Linked DNA regions of Sus scrofa: region 1 is linked to region 2. The links are chromatin contacts, called in public Hi-C maps. All regions are on one chromosome and are shown on one strand. The core of a region is the stretch at or near the end of the contact, and the rest is flanking DNA. Distances in the headings are between cores, read along the strand shown.

Evidence for each region. A called contact is a pair of places that touch in the nucleus more often than the background predicts.
Region 1: a Hi-C map of heart right ventricle shows a contact between it and region 2, with 6 times the contacts expected there. The contact joins two enhancer-like sites. A contact is called at or near these places in 2 of 47 Hi-C or Micro-C datasets (fetal heart ventricle and heart right ventricle).

The regions. Positions count from the first base shown.
Region 1 is chr1:40,626,607-40,631,090 of Sscrofa11.1, reverse strand. The region is part of intron 1 of LOC110260218 (a long non-coding RNA gene); the gene reads right to left. Among named protein-coding and RNA genes, the nearest start is that of GJA1, 370 kb to the left of the region's middle. Within about 2 kb of position 3,015, at least 11 of the 83 cell types and tissues checked have an H3K27ac peak or open chromatin away from gene starts, as enhancers often do.
Region 2 is chr1:40,428,176-40,433,059 of Sscrofa11.1, reverse strand. No RefSeq gene overlaps it. Among named protein-coding and RNA genes, the nearest start is that of HSF2, 250 kb to the right of the region's middle. Within about 2 kb of position 2,614, at least 4 of the 83 cell types and tissues checked have an H3K27ac peak or open chromatin away from gene starts, as enhancers often do.

The DNA.
Region 1 (4,484 bases), core at 1,766-4,265, 200 kb before region 2:
AGGGTTGTCGCTGGAAACAACTATCACAGGAACTGCTGCCTAGAGAGAAACCATTGGTAACAGAACTATCACTGAGAGCAGAGCAAAGGATGAGAAGCAGGGGAGGAAGAGCCACCTTGAGTCACAACTTTTGCTAATTGGAACTGCCGCTAATAGCACCATCCAGAAAGTTCAGCACCCAGCTCTCTTCTAGGTAACAAAGGTGATAAGTAGAAGATTTAGAATCAAAGAGACAAAAGTAAAAGAGTAAAAAAGTAGATAACTTGTGATTTATTATTCAATTTAGTGCAATTTCTAGCATGTCCTTTTATTGTGGATTCACTGTAGGCTGAGCACAATTTCTAAGCCTCTTATTTTTTTAAGCCCTAGTTTTAATTAATTATTTAATTGTTTTTTAGGGCTGGCACATGGAAGTTTCCAGGCTGGAGGTCGAATCGAAGCCACAGCTGCTGGCCTGCACCACAGCCACAGCAATGTGGGATCCAAGCTGTGTCTGCAACCTACACCACAGCTCTCAGCAACGCTAGATCCCCAACCCACTGAGCAAGGCCAGGGATCTTACCTGCATCCTCATGGATACTAGTCAGATTCGTTTCCTCTGTGTCATAACAGGAACTCCTTGAGCGTTAGTTTTAAACATCCATAATTTCAACTATCAGCTCTTTAGGGTTTTGAGGGGAAGAACTGACCCACATGGCTCAACCCACATAAGAAGGGGTTATACCAGAATCAATTATTCCACCATTTTTTTTAAGGCATCTACTAATGTTCAGTACATTGCTTTGGGCTAATTACAAAGGGGAATGCCTAAATGTGGTTCAAAGTATTCCATTTATATATACATATTTTTTTCCCCGGCAGGGGCTCACCTGATTGAAAACCATACTTGTGTTCATTTTTTCCCAGCTCACGAAAAGACCCATCTAGGTAAGGATTGTTTTAATTGTATCACAGTGAAATTCATCCCAGGAATACTGGGATTCACAGGGCAGTACGGCAGGTGCTATGAGTGGAATTCCTGCTGACGAGCCAGATCTCCGTACCACACAGTAAAAAGAAGGGTTGAGATTCAAGCCTGGATCTGTGTTATTTCAAACAGCCGTTTGTTAGCTCTCACTGTTTACTGCCAGTACCACAAGGGAGGTCACAAACACAAACATGCTTGAAGATGGATCATCCACAAGAGTAACAATCACTTATTTTAAGACAGAAAAACTGTGTTATATTCCCAGAAAATTGTTAACCTCTGCATTTATGGTTAAACTGAACAAGGCTGAAGACCACTGAGACCAGGATGTCCTCCTAAAACAAACTAAAACCTTGCCTTTCAGAATCAGAGACACTTGGCAATCCTAACTTAGCCACATGTGTTCCTTTCTTACATATGTGGCAGCAAACAGATGTGCAGACACTGCAAAGCACAGAAGAGCTTGTATTGGAGACTGCTTTGTCCCAAACTTGACTTTTAAGTTCTCTAGGGAAATATTAAGTCCTTGAAGTTATATACAGTTTTAGCAAGAACTCAAGGAATGTTCTTATTTTTTAAACTAATGGACAGTTATTAAGAAGCACAATGCAGCCCAAATATATTTACTTTAACTGAAAATGTACTAAAATCATTGGATTCAGATTTTCCTTACTCCAAGGGTGATTATACAGAGTTTAGCTTGGGCTTAGGGGTGAGGGAGTGTATGTTGAAGAACTCACCTATATCAACGCTTGTTCTCATCTCAGTTTCTCTGAAAAGTTGGGGTAATAATATTTCTGAACTCTGTTGTAAGAGGTAGTAGATGATCCATGAAACATACTCAGAACTATGCCTGCTCAGAGCTTGCAGGTAAGAATATTAGCAATTCAACACTGGAACAGGTTAGTCAACAGAATCTTGTGAACATATATTTTTCTAATTTTTAATGGATTTTGAATAATATGTCCTTTCATCTTGCAGTACACGATTGAACATTTAAGAAAAAACCTAAATCATACTTAACTCAGAACCATAGTTCCCAGACTTTCATCTTACTGCTCTTTCTGGCACACTTAGTCTTCATGATTTAATTCAACATTAAGAGCTCTTTCATGCTCGCTCTTGTTTTACAATTGCCAAGTCACTTAAAGTATTAATCATATGCCTTTATTATGTTTATTAGCTTTGTATCTCTGTGATCTCTTAGTATGAAGATTTTTTTCCTCTGTCATTTTAATAATCTATCCAAACTCCGAATCACAAGTTTAAAACTATAAAATTGACATGATCAAGTACAGAAAGAAGAAAGCCATTAAGCCAAATGAGCATTAACAAATGGCTCTAAATCCCCATGCTGCCCTGTAGTCAGTGTGACCTTGAGTAAATCACTCATGATTCCTTAGTTTAGCTTCCTCATCTGTAAAATAAAGATCATAATATCTGTCAGACCTTCCTCCAAGGGCACTGTGAAGTAAGATATTATATGTGAAAGCCCTCTATAAACTCTATAGTCTGGGAGTTTGAGAGCTTGTTTATCCAAAACTTCATGGTGAGGTAAGTGAAAGCCCTCTATAAGCTGTATGGTGCATTTGCTACACGTGACATTGCATGAGAGCTTATTTATTTAATTCTTCACAATGGAGGCACTTTGGTGTGATTTGGGGTTTTGCACTGTTGTAGAGGCTTTCTAAGAATGATAGCACACAACACTAAGCAGAATCTAATAAAGATTCAATCAGTGGTTTCACGGGTTGTACTGTAGGTGTCCAGAGAAGGAAATGAGACCTGGGGACTGGCTGGGCTCTTTAGAAAACATCTACAGAGAGGTGCGTTTTTTACTTTACCATTGAATATTGGGTAAGATTGAAATAAACCGAGGACAGAAGTGAGGGGGTTCCAGATGGAGGAACAACTTGAGAGAAGATCCAGAGTAACAGTATATGGAAGCAGAAGAGCACAGAGGCTGAACAATGGACTGATTTGGATGCAGCGATCCCTTCCTGTAGAAAGCAGTGGGAGATGAAACTGGTGAGAGTGAGGGAGTCTCAATGGAATGCCGAAAGAATGATGCGCTTTGTTTACACAGCACATTTAAAAGGAAGGCCACTGAAGGGTTTTAGAGCAGGAAGAGTGATGTGGTAAAAACTGTGAATTCTAGCTTCAGACAAACCAATTTCGAATCCAAATTGGCCTCTTAGCCAATATTTTCTTAGGCAACATTTACTGGACGTGCATGGTGCAGTGGGAAAAGTGTGGGTCTCGGAGTCAAGGGAGGGCCTTTGGAATGTGAGGTCTCTTTTTTGGACCTACCTTTCAGCCAGCGTGGCTGGCAAAGCCATCGTCTTTTATCCTGGCTCTTTCTCACCACTTCTGGAACCATTTCTGCCACTTTTTATTTCATCGAATTTCTATCAGTGTTCTTCTAGGTTACGAGTGCAAAACAGGTTACAACATGTTTTCTCCTAAAAGCCCTCAGAAAAGTTTCAAACTACCCTGCCTGCTATTAATTCTTTTTCCATTCCACTATTGCTCAATCTCCTTTAGTTGATCACATTGCCTTTCAGCAGAGAGTATTACTACATCACAATTAGAAGCATATGATTAGATTTTAATGACCATTTCCTGTCCAGATTCATCATTAAAAGGGCCTTTGTCACTAACAAATTCTAACTCATATTTAATGCTATTTTAACATCACATGTGTTTTCATTATTTAAAATTATCTTAAGTCAGGCTTATGCAGTGAGTTTGAAAATCATCTTTGCATCTACAGAGGCTTATATCAATCACATCTTTGGCGAGAAAGAAAAATACTCAGTTCTGAAGCTATTGGTGTGTCCCCTATTGATTATTAAGGTACTGACATGCTAGCAGCAAGATTTTTCTTTCCTTTTCTTCCATTTTTTTAACTAGGGAAAATAAAATCATTCTACCCCTCAACTCTCCTTTTTCAAAACTGGAAAACAGGAATGAACTTAAGTTTTCACCTAGTCTTTGATTTTTATCTCGGCTTCTAGAGAGGGGTAGAAACCTGACAAATGTAGATTTGGAATGAACATTATTTAAATCACTCTCCACAAAACCTAACTAGTAGACAAAGGACATATCTGTGCCAACTGCTAAGTCAACGGGAGGACTACACAGAGGGTCAACAAAGTTATCAACAAGGTATCCATCCCACTGAAGGATGAAGTGAAAATATGGGTAGTCTAACATGGCCACCCTAGAAAAACAAGGATCACAATTTCTAAGTTTCTATTTATTTCTCTTGCATAGACATGGGATATGACTTGAGGTAAGCTGTCTTACCTTCAAGAATGTGTTCATATTTTACTTTTCACATTGTAAAATGATATAGACACTCTATGTCCCAAATAATAATGATCTCTCTAGGGAGCAAACATTAAACAATGGTAAAAATGCCTGATGGTGATTTATGAGACTGGAAAGCTTGAAAATCTCATTGCCATCTCAGTTTTAAATTGTTATAAAATAAGAACAGGCTTGGAACACTGTT
Region 2 (4,884 bases), core at 1,365-3,864:
AAGGAAACTGAGATGGTGTGGGCACTGTGATAGTAGGAAAACAAGGAGATATGTGGAGATGAAGACTATGGTCTTTTCTATCAAGTGCAACTGAGAGGGTAGGAATAATTGAGTTTGGCTACACAAAAGTCATTGTTGACCTTGAGAAGAGCATTTTTAGGGGAGGAGGGAGAAGGGAGTTTTATTAGAGTGGATGGAGAAGAGATAGAGGACATAACTCTTTCAACAGGTTTGGCTGTAAAGGGAAAATTATTAGTAGATTATAGATATGAGGATCAATACATTTTGTAAGATGATAATTCCAATAAGGAAAATCTACTAGAGAGGAACACATTCGTGATGTAAAAGAAACAGGGTTGAATTGTCTCATTGAAGCCTTTGAGGAGAGCAGAATGAGCAGAGAGGTTGGGAGGGACAGCAGAGTCTGTGCAAAGGCACAGGTAGGTTTCTGATTTGCTGGTGGGATAAAGAAGGTATTCCTATCAGAGGGCTTCAGTTTTCTTTGTGAAGCAGGAGGAAAGTCAGCAGATGAACACAAGAGAAGAGGATGGGACAGAACATGAGACACCAGTGTTGGAGATGAGGAAAGTGAACACTGGGGAATTTCATAGGACTGGAGGGTAGTGTTGAGTGCCCATATGAGAAATACTGTGAATTTAAAGTAAAACCATTTAGCGAGTTGTGAATTTTTTCTCCAGCAATGTTCAATTACTTTAACTAGGAGTAACTGGATAGCTAATCAGGGTGCTGGAGTTGTCAAAACAAACAGATTGGACAAAGTGAGAGAGAAGCAGGGATGTTGAGTGTCTGCACAACCATCATCTCTCCCTAATGTCATCAGAGTAAAACAATTACTAAGGACCTTCTCTTTGAAATCCACTGCTAAATACAGTATTAATGGAACTCATGGAGTTCCCCAGTGGCTTAGTGGATTAAGGATCCGGCATTGTCACTGCTGTGGCTCAGGTTGTCACTGCGGTATGGGTTTGATCCCTGACCCAGGAACTTCCATATACCATGGAACCTCCCCCCCCCCCAAAAAAAGAGAGAGATAAATGTCCTTCTTTAAAAAAAAGAAAATAAAGAATGGAACTCATTTTTCCAGAGGTTATGGCTACATGTCCATAACCTCCACAGTTTTCAATGGAAAGAGGAAAACACAGTGGTCTGCTGCCTTGAAAATTCTGCCTGGCTTTTAGATTCCACTTCCTTGTATTTTCAGCCATCATCTGACCATAAACCGCTATATCACATATTTCTTTTTCTAGTGAGATATTGAGAAATTATCTGTCACCCTGCTCAGATAAAAACTTGGTTGCTATGTATTTGTTGAGCCTCACACAATTCCTGATCAAGAGAGAGTTGGCCCCTTTTTCATGGTGACAGGAATCAGTGTGAGAAAATTTCAGATACTAAAGATTTGATAGGGGCTAGAGCATCATGACCAACCAAATCATGATGGTGTCCTCATCAAATAGTACTTATCCTCTAAAAGGCTCACTGTAAGGTCACTGCACTTCTGATCTAAACCAGCAGAGAGGGATTCTCTGCAGGCTGGTGATCTATCTTTAGCGCTCACTGGAGTTCTTGGCTCTTCTAAAGCTCATCATGTGAAATGTTTCAGTCATCTTTGACAATGTTATCACCTAACATGCACATGAGATCTACTTAACACCACTAGTCAGTCGGAAAATATAGTACCGGGCTCTAAGATCAGTTGCTCTAGACTGAAAATCTATCTCGACCACAACCAGAATGACAACAGGGATTTGCTCATCTAGTTAGTTTTCTTCCATAGCTTCATTTGGTGATTGGTAACTATAAGTACCAACATTTATAATGGTATACTGAAAACCATTCCAAGTTTTTTATATTGATTACTCATTTAATCCTTGCCACAACCTTACATGGTAGGTACTATCATCATTTCTATTTTAAAGGTAAGGAAACAGAGTCACAGATGGAGTAAGTAACCTGCTCAAGGTGAAGGAAATATGTATCAGAGCTCAGATTTGAACCCTTGTATCCTGGCATCAGGAGGTAGAAATAATCACATGATATGGCCCCAATAATTAACTGGGCTTAAATAGAAATAGTTAACTTATTAGATTTTGTCACCCTGTTTCTACTAAAATTTTATTCCAGAAAACCCTATAATTAAATTATTTTTAGTCTGATCATTTAACTTGAGAAAGCTGTGTTTGCATGAAAAAGAATCAGTCTAGTTGACCTAACAGAATTCCCTAAATTCTCCTTTCTAAATGATAGCCAGAAAAAATGTAAGTTCGAACCATATAAAATTGCTTTTATTTTACTTCTTTGACTAACAGAACAGGCAATTTTGTGTGGCTCAACTTAATACAAAGGGGAAGCTACAAATTCATATTCAGTCTAGCTGTCTTTTTATTTAGCATCATGATGATTTTCACTGCCATTCACGATCTCTTTCTTGGCATCCCTCATGTCAGGTAAAACTACTATCTCTTGGTGACAGAGAACAAGTCAGGGCCAGGGGCCTAGACTGTAACTGGGGGATAAAATCATTTCTTATAAGATAGAACTTGGCCTCTGATGTCTGAAGAGTCCTAACCTTGGCCTCATTCGCCCTGGGAGCTCTTCAGTACAAGTGCTTAATAATGTGAGATGTGACTTGCCTATGAAAGTAGATTCAACCCAAGCCTTTATTATTTTACTTCTTTTCAAAGAAACTCCTCTTGAAACCTAACAGCAAAAGAGGCACATTTTCTGATTGAAAAGTTAATTAGTTATAATAGTTCAGAGAATGCCGTAAAACACTCAGAAACCATAACACCTACAACATGCTAAAATCCTCATTTCTTCCACAGGATTTTTCAATGCTAAAAACAGCATCAGTGCCAGTATTCCTGGCAAAAACATTGCTAATTGATAATCAGAAGAATCCAGCTAATGTGTTTACTGAGTGTGAACAAGAAAGGTTGTCACATTCAGAAGTTCCAAAATAGTTTTCTTTCTTTAGAAAATGCGTACCTTCCCAGGACATGCAGCAGCTCTCTCATGTGATTTAGTCTGTGTCACTGGCCCCAGCTGATTCAGAACAGAGGTGACTTCTGGGCTATTGCAAGTGCCATTTTCTGTACTTGGCAATGGTGGCAGTCTGGATGTCCTCATCACGTGAAAAGGTTGACAGCACAGTCATTTTAAAATTTGCCCAGAAACCCTATAGAAGGTATGAAAGGTGGCACCCAGAAGATAAATGGTAGGATCAGGGAATAGGAACGTGGTTGTTATCGCTGACACAGACCATTCTTCCTGTCGCCAAGATATCACCAACACGTCTTTCACTGTGAGGTGATAGGTTTGGGAGATACAAATAAGAGCATATAATTTTTATCCACTTCAGAAGGAGATAGGCACAAACACCTAAAAATGACACTCTAATACAAGGCCAACTCTAGAAGAGCGAATGACACTTGGTTTTATAATGCCATCTTCCCAAGTTTCTAATGGCCATTTAAACAAATTTGTGTTGTTAGACAAAAAGATGTATAATCTTATAAGCATTTTGGAAGCAGTCTTTTTCAGCCATAATATATTAATATATCACACTGGAAAAATTGTCTACAACTAGAGTGATGAAAAGAAAGTAGGAAACAAGCTTCTAATAGTTGGAAGAAAGTACACTTTCTTCATAACACTGAAAATAGTCCTGCTCTTGGCAGGAGCTTGGATACCCTATAATCCAATTGCCTTCTCTTTAGAAATAAGGAAACTGAGCCCAGAAAAGCTAAGCAATATATACATTTTAAAGAGCATTTTATTAAAACTCAATAGAGGAGTTCCCTTGTGCCACAGCAGGATAAGGATCCTGCTTATTGTCGTCCCTGAAATGGCTCAGATGTGGCATACTTGTATTTCATCCCTGGCCCAGGAACTTCCACATGCTGTGGGCGTGGCCAAAAAAATCAATAAACCTTCAATATTCTTTTAAGAATATTTTTACTCTTTTGCTTTTGACAAAATTACAGAATGTCTAAGCTACGAAAGGTTGGCTGAAAATTGAAGACTTCAGGTCTGTTTAATACTTGGAACCAGTGTGGTAGCCAGTGTGGTATATACTCAAAGTAATTCTCGGGAAAAGAGAGACACACAACTGTTTTTTACATTTCATCTTCTTCAGGCATCCCAATGAGCAAAGCTTTCAACAAAATGATAGACATTGAGACAGTTTATTATGGAAAAAAAAAATGCTTTTTGAGTCATAAGAGTCTGTTCCAAAGAGTTAGGGCTACTTGGTGTGAGATACATTCTGCCTTAGCCTCATTTTACAAAATTATAAAATGTGTTTAATACTTCCTGACCTGTTGTAAAGTCCTTCAAAGCTAGATTTAAGCCTTGAACCAAATTATTCTCATGATTGTGCATGCATTTTAAACATACGTATGTATTTACCAAAAATAACATTTTAAAATTCTATTTTAAATGGTAAAATTAAATTGCATAAAAATTAAATTTAAAAGTAAATATAAATAATAATAAAGATTTAAAGGTTATTTAGAAGTTAGATAAGACACTATATAAAACACAATATATTATGCAAAACATATGGTAAATATTTACTGTCTTTATTCATTAATATATTCAATAAATACTTAAATCCTATTCTCTGTAAACCCAGTATTTTGGTGGGGTTTTTTTGAGTAATAAAGCAATAAATTTTACACAAATCCTATCTTGAGGGGCTGTTAGTATTTACGTCCTCAATAAGATGGAAAAGTGGTATGATTACAGACGAAAGGCTAAGTTCCTTTTATTGAGTTTTAATAAAATGCCGGGAGTTCCCATCATGGCGCAGTGGTTAACGAATCCGACTAGGAACCGAGGTTGCGGGTTCGATCCCTGCCC